2 separate regions of the Arachis hypogaea genome follow, and region 2 is linked to region 1. The links are chromatin contacts, called in public Hi-C maps. All regions are on one chromosome and are shown on one strand. Each heading gives the region's core, a stretch centred on a gene start, on an enhancer-like site or on the middle of the called end of the contact. The rest is flanking DNA. Distances are from core to core; before and after follow the strand shown.

Region 1 (5,547 bases), core at 2,138-4,637:
ATATTAAGTCAGCAACCATTCATCAACTATTCAAGTGACCAATTTAAATTTTAACATGCTCAATTCGACATTTCTCTTTTCCATCAGGTGGAGCCTTTTAAATTTCAGCAACCATTTATTTTTATTAAAAAAATTCCAATTAAAAAATTAGTGAAATATATTAGAATAACTTAAAAAAAGCAATCTAAGTTATTATTGTACACTAATACAAACACTTAGTGAGAATATCTAAGATGATAGATAAAGTTGTAATGGACTTTGAATTTAACAATCTTCAACATTAGTATTCAAAACAATTCTATTCAATTCAATAATAATAAAATATATTAAAATAAGCCAATAGTTTCAAATCGAAGATAAAGAATAATAAAAAAAATAGACCAATTCATTATATACTTGAATCAACATCATCTCCTTTATTAAATTTAACCAAAATCTTAAGAGACTTCAACCAATTTTAAATGCAAATTAAAGTCTCTATAGTGGTGGAACTCAAAGAACTACGATAAGGGTCAAGAATACGACTTCCGATACTAAAACCTGACTCAGATGTCAGGGTAAAAATAGAAATGACTAATATATTTCTAGTCATGCAAGAGAAAACATGATACCTCAAAGTTTTTTCTCTCCACCACCTCAATATATCAAATCCATTAAAATCTTCTGCCACTTCATCTTCCAAATACATATCCATCTCATTCTTTTTACGCTCACTTAGCTTTATCTTTTGTATTTGTTTCCATTTATTTGCTCATAGAGTCTTCAATCATAATGTTATCATTATCACTTGTGTCTAAACTAGGATTTGGTGTAGTATCAGAAGAAAAATTAATATCTATCTCTTGCACCATGCGCGGATCAGAAAAGATCCGAATTCCATATGCTATATTGCTAAAATAATTTAGCAATGATATCCTTCAATTTTCAAAAAATTCTTAAAGACTTTTCACCTTTCATCATACATTTTCGACAAAGTAAACTAAATATATTCTAATTTATATTGGGGATAAGAAAAATAACAACAAGCAATAAATAATTTAAAGATGACTTATTGACTTTGTCACTTAAAATGATCCCAAACAATAAAAAAAAATCTATTAACTTTTTTTTATCTGGCTGGACTTGTGTGTCTATTCCTAAAATAGGAACATCACTTGAGGTTAAATTAGTAACTAGTTCTCCTCCTCTTAGCTTGTTGATTCAGAAGGTGTTGATGTATCAATACTTTGATAGTTTAATGTTATTTTACGTATAGAAAAATAAAAAGTTATTATTTCTGCCAAAAACACATTTGAGTTAATCAAATATATATTATCCAAATATAATTATATTTATTCGATGCAGTTTTAATGTTCATTAGAGAAACCAAAAACACATAATTAAGTTCACCAAAGATATAAATTTCTTTGAGAGCACTTAAAATTTTTCTAATAATGTCAATTCTTCCAAGTTGCATGGTTATTATTGTAAAGAGAGTCCTTAATAATACAATCTCCCGCTATAATGTTAATATTGTTTAAAATAAATCGAAAATAGATATGATATACTTGATTTTTTTTTATCATTTTACATCTAAATATAATTTTAATTACAATTACCAAACAAAATTATTTTCTTCAAATTATATTTTATAACAGAGTATTTAAGAACAAATTACATTTACATTGTCAGTTTAATTTAATCAAATTAAACTTAATTCTACAAAATTAAGTTAACACTAATATTTCTTTATAAATGTTAATCCAAGCACACTTAATGTTGGTAGTGGTATTGGAATTGACATGTTTTTTCACGGTAATGATGGTCAAACAAGGAATTTGCAAACTATATACGATAATCTTGACGGGAAAATGGTCCATTATTATTCATGAACGGAGGTCTTACCCTATGTCATAAAATTGATTAAGTTTGGTTATTATTATGTGCCAAGAAAATCAAGGTAATTAAATTATAGAACAAGTAATATAATTTGAAAACAAATTATTTGTCAAAATTGTATGTTTAAAATTTAATCGAACAGGGAAGGTGTTTGAACATATTTGGTGGTTTTGGTAGCGAATGCAAAAAGTTTAAACTTATGTATTTGCATACATATACATATATAATTGGTAGATTAGTTACATTCAAATTAGAAATTTGTTGTGATGCAATTTGTATATATATATATATATAGTTGGTGTCTTGGTTTATATTCACACTAAAATTTTGTGTGTTCACATGCATATGTAGTGGTCAATTTAGTCATATTAATTGCCTTAATTGCCTATATAACGGCTAAGGTTCCATACTTTATATGAACCCCTATTCCACTGTGTAGCTAATCAAGTTTTAGAACTATATATTTTATATATATTTTGTATACTAAATTTATTTGTTGGCCTTTTTCTAGTCAGAGAAAATTTGTGTTACTATTTTGTATAAAAGGCTGTTACTCTCATAAAGACCAAAAATCATTTTTCATAAAAATTATGAGACAGAAGATAACATGTGTCCTCATCTTAATTTTAGTTTATTCTAATCGGTTCTTTTACATAAAAAAAAATAGATTAATCTTACACTATTCATAGAATTGGTTTATTTGGTTCATTCTAACTAATTTTTTTATTTTTACAAAAACAAAACAGATTCTTGGACTAACTGCAAAGTTGATTGACTGTAAGAAGGACCAAATGAATCAAGTTGTAGTTGTTAGTCATCACGATCGTATGTTTGGTCAGCATCAATGGCAAGCACCGAGAACAAAGCTAGTGACATGGAGGGATAATATTTTGAATGTGTTCAATACAATTCAGGCTAACAAGGTAACCGAAGATGGGTCCTAGGCAGTCCAAGGCTTGGTGGTTCGCCGAAGAGGTTTTTTTTTTGGATTTGTCTTATCTAGATTTAATCTAAGTTTGTTTTTCTTGTTCTTAACTAGTGAGAGCAAAAGGTTGTAATTTGTTCTGTTACAAATATACAATATTTATCGTAGAGTATGGTTCTAAAAATTGAACCAGACCAACTGGTTGAATTGATTCAACCGAAATCTAGTAATAAAAACAATACAATCTATTATTTATAACTGCTAAAAAAAATGTTTTAAAAATTGTTGAACCGACCAATAACCGATCGGTTGGATCGAATCAGTAGCTAATTGGTTCGAACAAAATGATGTCGTTTTGTTTATTCGAAAAAAAAAAACAAGCAGAACCAATATTTTAAAAACCGGATCAAATTAGTCGGTTCGATCAGTCTAACTGTGAACCAATAGTATCACGGTCTGATTTGTCTCTTAAAATCGTTTCTCTAAAAACTGGAGGAAAACCGTCGAACCGGCGGTTTCCAGCCAGTTGAATGGGACAGAGAACCGACCGGTTTAAAAGAAACGGCGTCGTTTTTGCCAAATTTGCTTACTTTCACTCTTGGTTCTGAGCTCCTTCGTTTCTTTCTCCCTTTCTCCCTCCCTTTCTTTCGTTCACAGAAACTCAGCCAAAAAACCCCAGCACTGTAAGCCTACACCACCGCCGCCGCAAGGAGTGGCATACTGCCGCCGTCCGTCCGTCTATCTAGCTTCCCTCGTGCTCAAGTCTTCAACCCCCGTTCGCTGTCACCGATCGCAGCTGCTTCCTCGAGCTCGGCGTCCATCGTCTTTGTCTGCTCAGCCGCGCTTCCGCCGCCGTTAGTTGCCGTCGAACTGCTCTCTTGTCGCCGCCGTGAGTTCCCTAAACCCACCACCAGACAATACACTCGCACAACACCAATACTCTGCTTCAAACTCTGCAACTTCTTATTTCTATTACAATAAGTAACTATTTGATTTGGCAGTGGTTTGGATTTTTTTCATAGACTGAATTAAAGTATACAATAGTTATGTTCTCTTCTCTATCACATTGATACTAAGCTTTGATTTCTCTTATTTCGTTTCAAGTTTACCGCACTCAACATGTTTGATGAAATGCTTTAACCATATTTCGGGTTGGTTTTATCATTTCTAGCTTTTAGAAACTTAGTAAGTTGATTGCATGTGAAATTAGAATAATTGGATCTTAGTAATTAGGAAATTTTAGCTGCACAAATAACATCTTTGTAGAAAACATATTAGCATGATGATTCCACTTGCATTAGTGTTCTTCTGGTAAATTTTAACTGTTAGTGTGAACTTGTTAAATTGTTGGGCTGCTGTTGTTTTAATTTGCTAAATTGTTAGGTTTCTGTGATTTAATTTGTTGGATTTTCTATTTAGGTCTTGTTCTTGTTTATTTGCTAAATTGTTGTTGTGTATTTATTGTTGTCTTTGAGATTCTTGCTGGATATTGGTGATCATTGATTTATTATATGCTTCATGTTTTCATTGTTTTCTTCTTCTGAAGGAAAAAAAATTCTGTTTTCATTGTTCTGTTGATTGTTTGTTTTGTTTCATAAATTAATTTTTTGTGATCAATGCTCAAACTCTAAATGCTGTTCTGTTGGTTTTGCAGTGTTTGTTGTGTTTCAGAAATCAATTTTTTGTTATCAATGCTCAAACTCTGAATGTTGTTCTTCTGTTTTTGTTTTGTTTCATAAATCAATATTTTGTGATCAATGCTCAAACTCTGAATGTTGTTCTAAGGCTGTGTTTAGAAGAGGTGATTGATTTCTTAGTGTTGTTTTGTTTTTGTTTTAAAGCTGTGTGTTGTGTTCAATTTTCATTTTGTAGGAAATTCTTTGAGGTATATAAGAATTAAGAAGGAAGACTTTTAATGGTATTATTCTGTTGATTCTGGTAGTTCTTTGAGTTAAGGCTTTGTATGTGTGTGTGAGAACATGTGTAATGTTGAATGCTATTGCATCTAATAAGAGTTCTTGGAATACCCTTATCTTTGGTCATTTGTAATTTATTTATTATTTTATTCTAAAACGGTTTTTCCGGTTGAACCATCGGTTGGACTGGTTGAACCAATGAACCAGTGAACCAGTGACTAAAGTGGTTTAATGACTGGTCCGATTTTCAGAACATTGGATATGGCAGACACACATGTCGAACAAGTGTCGATGCGTGTCTCGTGTCTGACGTGTTTTCAACACATGACACACGGACACTCAACTCAACGAAGGATTCATGCTTCATATGTTTTTATATTTCAAATTAAACACGGTTATTAACTTATTATGAGAATTAATTTAAAAATTGGCCACTTTTAATCCAATTTGTAAACATAAAAATTAAAATTGTGAAATAAATTAAAATTATTTATTTTTATTTGTTTCAAACTATAACAAAAATAATTCCATTTTTAAATGAATTCCGATTCTTGTAGTTCCAAACATTCTCTACTAAGTACTAACCAGTCAAGAGTGAAGAAGATGAAAGATAGTTAAGAGAGATATGGAGGTGGGAATGCTTCCAATATCAGCTTCGAAGAGAGGGAAGCTCTTGGCAGCTGGCTACACTTCACTCCGTTCCATTTCCCGTGCTTCCGCTTCACAACTTGCCACAGGTTAACCTTTCGATCTTTTTTTTTTTTTGCTTTTTCGATTCCCTCTTTTCCCTGCATTTTTTCAATTATTAGGGTTCAATCAAAGAAAGAA
Region 2 (5,547 bases), core at 895-3,394, 190 kb before region 1:
TTTGGTGTAACGAAAGAGAAGGGTGAACCTGCATGTTGACGGATCCTTTGAGAGTAAGGCGAATTCCATAGTGGGAAATTGAAGACTGCGTTTTGATGATGATTTTGCCTTCCAGTGCTTCCTGAAGTCAAATTCCCAATCAATAATCGATTAAGAACATTTGTGTGTGTGTGTGTGTGTGTGTGTGTGTGTGTGTGTGTGTGAGAGAGAGAGAGAGAGAGAGAGAGAGAGAGAGAGAGAGAGAGAGTTACCGAAGGGCGATAAATACGATTGAAGCGCGAGAGTTTGAGGTCGATAGACATCGCAACTAACTAAAAAACAAACAAGCACTGGTCACTGGCTCTGTGGCTCACATGAATTATGAGCAAGGTTCTGAAAACCGGACTGGTCATCAAACCGTTCTAGTCACTGGTTTACTGGTCCAACCGGTCCAACCGTGGTTCAACCGGAAAAACCGTTCCATGATAAAATAATAAATAAATTATAAATAAACATCATAAAATATCTTTCAAATTTAAAACCCTATACAAACTATCAGTCTATCACCAACTAAATGTAATTAATTAATCATCAAAATATGCAAAATTAACATCATTATACTTCCATTAAAAATAACTGGATTGAATTGCAATGCACAAGTTAAAGATAGACAATATTGCCTTAAGTAATTGAGTCAAAAAGTAAAACAAAACAGGCCCTTTTAGTTCTTTTATGCTTGTAGGCTTTCAATAATACAATCATTACCATACAGAGGAACTTTCTTGAAGGAATTTATGGCAACCAAAATAGGCCCTGCTTTTGTCTGAATTGTACAAGATATGATTAACAAGGTTAAATATTGTAGTTAATCAGACCAAAAAAGAACATTTCCCAGTTGTCTCACTGAGTACAGCCAAATGGCACAAACATCACTGTGTACTAGCATAATTCTAGATCAGACTCAGTTCCAGAAGATGTTATTATCTTCACCAGCTCCCAATTCCCATTTGAAAGTTGAAGCCAACACTGAACCTTTTGAAATAACGAACTTCAGAAGTAAGGGAAAGAAATAGAAAATTCTAAACTATCCATGTCTTACTAATAATGAGAACAGAAAAACTCAATCTCTTGAACTCAATAATTACATCAGTTATCCAACTAAATAATTGCATCACAGTTATCATAAACTGATTTCAAAGCCTAGAAGCAGAGTGAAATTAAAAACATGAAGCATATAATAAATCAAAAGATCACCAATTGCAATTTTTTAATAAGAACAGAAGTTAAGAACAATGAAAAATGAAGAAAGATTAACATTTTTCAACCCAAATTTAACAAAGCTCATCACAATGATTAACAACAACAAAAACACTGTAGGAACAGTGAATCAGTAACATGGGCAGTGCAAATTTAAAATTTAAAAGTTATCAATTTAAAATCTATCATCAAATACAATCAGTGAGCAAAGCCAATCAACCAAGCACTGACTGAGCATTCTGTTATGATTCTGTTACTGGGAAGCAACAAATTCAAGTTACAGCAACATATTTAACAAATCTTAGTAAAGTCCCGATTTACAGCAACATTTAGATCAGCAACAAGGCAAATTTATTGATTAGCAATTCAGCAACATGCACAAATACAGGGAGAAGGGAAATTTGGAAAAGAGAGAACAGGGAAGCGATGGTTCAGGGACTCACCAACCGTTGACGCCGAGTCGGCAACCACCCCACAGAAGGCGACGAAGCAAGAGACAACCCCACGAGTTGCTTCTGCCGCCGGCGACGAGACAGACGAACCACGAGATGCCAGTGACCGAGACGAGACTCGAGTGACACTGGGAGGCAGAATCGAGCAGAGACAACCACGGACAACGAGCAGCAACCAACGCGCACAGGTCGAGCACCCACTGGCGGAGGAAGGCGCGAGCAGCCGAGCACAGAGGAGAGAGACGAGATGCGAGCACACGACGCGGAGGATCCCGAGAGAGAACCGAGACCACGAAGACGGTAGTTCTTGAGTCGTCGGACGGCGGCAGTAGACCCTCACTCCGACAGACGGCGACAACGATTGGTGGAGGCTGCTAGGGTTTGCTTTCTTTGGTGGAGGCTAGGGCATTTGCTGGAAGGAGTTGGAGAAGGGGGATAAGTGGATAACGCGTGCAATCTTTTCCTTCACGAAAGGAAACGACGTCGTTTTTGTAAACCGGCCGGCTTCTGGTCCGGTCAGCCGACCGGTTACCGGCCAGCGGTTCTCGAATGGTTTTAGATTGTGCGGTTTTGCACATTGGATCGGATCTTTTCTTTGCCGGTCCGGTTGAACCGGTTTGACCGGTCAATCCGATCCAGTTTTCAAAACATTGGTTATGACATGAGTTTAGTTTTGAGAATGCAACACTCCACTTCATTTCCTATTATAAATTGCTCCGGTAACCTTAGCAACATGGAGGTTAAAATTATATAAAGAAGAAAATATCATATCGGTGCTCCACATATTCTAATTTTGGTCAAATTGATTTTTGTTATTGACAAAATAATCTTTGAATGATTTTAAAATTTGACAAGCATATTCGTAAACTCATCAGAGTGCAATTCTAACGAAAATAATGCTAAAGTGGCCGTTGTATTTTCCTGTTATGATAATCTTATTAATGTACATATATAGGTGGAATTTTTAATTAATTAATCAAATTCTATCTGAACAATCCATATCCTAACCTTAATCTCCCTCCCCAATGCACTCTCACACTTTCTCACTTTAAAATGAACCAAAACGGCGTCTCAACCTTTCCACTCTCACAGAGTCGCTGTCGCTAACACTGTGTGGTCACGCGTCTCCTTGCGGGGTCTACTACATCTGCCAACTCATGTGTTGTTCGTCACCGGTCTGTGCTTCGCGGTGGCTCGTTTCTCTCCTTGCGGTCAAATATAAGAACAGACACACGTAGTAGTGGTGTCTCACATCAGCCTCGTCTCCGCGCCTCTCGCCCATAATTGTGTCTCATTTTCCTACCGCTAGTCGCTAATCACAACTGCTCGCTGCTCATACAATATAAACAAGATAAGATACGTTTTCCGTTGAACATATCACGTTTGCACACGTGGTACATGAGAGATGATGCACTACACATATCTCGTTTACAGTATAAATGAGATACGTAAAAAATTATATCATTTACACTCTAAACGAGATAGACTACGAGAAATTTTGACTAGTTATAAAAGGATCTATAAGTATTAGTCTTCTCCACAAACATTTCACTTCTTCTTCTCCACTCTTTTAATAAATCTAGTAAAAGTATCTAGTTGTAGTGGATATATTGTTGTATGTATGTATCCCAATTATCATATGAAAAACAATGACAATGAAGTTGTTTTTGAGTGTGATAGTCCTTTTCTTTTGCGCACTTAGAGACTAAGTTCTTTGTCTGAGTTACAGAGTCTGATATTTTACGAGTCTCAGTGCTAATGGGACAAAGGAGATTGGAAAAGTTAGATATAGGTTGTTAGCACCGATGAAAAATCGAGTATTTTAATTTTGTATTTTTTGACTCGATGGTCATGAGCATGTGCGCCTGATGTTTGATATCTACGGGAAAATCATGGCCGAATAAGTGATGAAACTTTCTGTGGAGGTTAGTGATATTGGTAGTGGTGGTTCTAGGCCTCGAATTTTCTCTAAGATGACCCACCTTTTGCATCACTCCCTTTGCACCGTGCTAGTCCTATAGTACACATGGACATGGACAGTGAGAAGTCGGATGAAGAGTATGTTGCGGATAGCAACAAAAATGGTTCTTCTGAGAATGATGATGAGCAGAAGTTTGTACCAGAGACTCCTATCGGTGATGGTTCTCATGGATGATAAGGTAAGTTGATTATTTTTCATGATTTTATTAAGTAATGCTAGGCCAAGTTTATAAATATTTTTTGTTCATATTTTAAAGAATAACAAGTAACGAGCAAAGATGGTCTGCGAGTGCTGTTGCAAGATCACAGAAACTTGGAAGATAACTGCACGATGAATATGGTATATAGAGAATTTTTTGAAAACTTATAATGAAAATGTAATAATGAAATCTCTTAATTAAATTTATTAATTTATTAACATTTATTACTATCAATTAAAAAAATTGACAAATGTTTAGTGCTAATGGGTAATGTATTCTTATTGTACATTTATAGCTTGAGAATATTAAAATTATCGTAAAAATTCGTATTATTTTATTCTCCTGATAAATAATTTTATAATTACGTTAATCATATACAATTTAACATTGATATAATATTGTTTCAAGTATATATTTTGCAGGCATCAAAGAATAGTGTTGAATTGTTATTCAGTGGGTTTAAATTATTTATTGTTTATTAGAGAACTTTCTGTATTAGAATTCTGTAATAATTTGTTGTTAATTTTGAGCTGATTTTGATATGTTCTTAGTTCACAGTAAACCAATATATAAAAATTTGTTAGTGGATTTAAGTATTATTAGATTATTTATGATCACATTTAGTATATATGTCTGATTTATTGAAGAAAGTAGATTACTAAAACCGATTAATAACTATTTTAGAGCTAATTTAATTAACACTAGATAAAAAAAACAAACAATGCATAATATGTTATTTTTTTATTAATCAAATTATTATAATTCAAATTAATTTTAACAAAATAACTTAAAATTATAATTTTAATCTTATCACGTGCATGGTACAGGTAATTACACTTGTTAATACATATAAAGAGGAAAATATAAAATCTGTATTCGAAATATTCTAATTCTGATTTGATGATATTTGATTTTTGCTATTGACAAAATAATTTTTACATAATTTTAAAATTTGAACAACCGTATTCGTAAATTCGTCGAAACGCAACTCTAACGGAAATAATGCTAAAGTGGCCAATGTATTTTACTCTTATGACAATCTTATTAATGTATATATTTATAGGTGGAATTTTTAATTAATTAATCAAATTTCATCTGAACAATCCAAACCCCTAACCTTAACCTCCTTCTCCAACACATTCTCACACTCTCTCACACTAAAATGAACCAAAACGGTGTCTCAATCTTTCCACTCTCATAGAGTCGCTGTCGCTAACATCGTGTGGTTCTCCTTGCGGGATCCACTGCATCTACCAACTCCTGTGTCGGTTGTCGCCAGTTTGTGTTTCGCGGTGGCTCGCTTCTCTCTCTGTGGTCAAGCATAAGAACTAACACACACAGCAGCGGCGTCTCGCATCAACCTCGTCTCTGCGTCTCTCGCCAATAGTTGTGTCTCATTTTCCTACCGCCAGTCGCTTATCACAACTGCTCGCTGCTCATACAATATAAACGAGATAAGATACATTTTGCGTTGAACATATCACATTTGCACACGTGATACATAAGAGAGGATGCACTACACGTATCTCGTTTAACTGTAAATAATGTAAATGAGATACAGTTAAATTCAACTCGTTTATAGTTTAAACGAGATACGTAAAAAACTATATCATTTACACTCTAAACGAGATAGACTACGAGAAATTTTGACCAAGTATAAAAGGATCTGTAAGTATTAG

The links. A called contact is a pair of places that touch in the nucleus more often than the background predicts.
Region 2: a contact with region 1 is called in a Hi-C map of an unstated tissue, with 4 times the contacts expected there. The contact joins the promoter of LOC112716120 here to the promoter of LOC112716119 in region 1. A contact is called at or near these places in 2 of 8 Hi-C or Micro-C datasets (leaf and an unstated tissue).

Annotation. Positions count from the first base shown.
Region 1 is chr10:100,203,644-100,209,190 of arahy.Tifrunner.gnm2.J5K5, reverse strand. LOC112716119 (DNA repair protein RAD51 homolog 3) reads left to right here and starts at 3,387. Exons shown (of 11, transcript XM_025767973.3): 1 at 3,387-3,692; 2 at 4,676-4,721; 3 at 5,277-5,456. The coding sequence starts at 5,345.
Region 2 is chr10:100,390,960-100,396,506 of arahy.Tifrunner.gnm2.J5K5, reverse strand. LOC112716120 reads right to left here and starts at 2,144. Exons shown (of 12, transcript XM_072205188.1): 1 at 1,680-2,144; 2 at 252-311; 3 at 29-121. The coding sequence starts at 302. The region is part of intron 3 of LOC112716128; the gene reads right to left.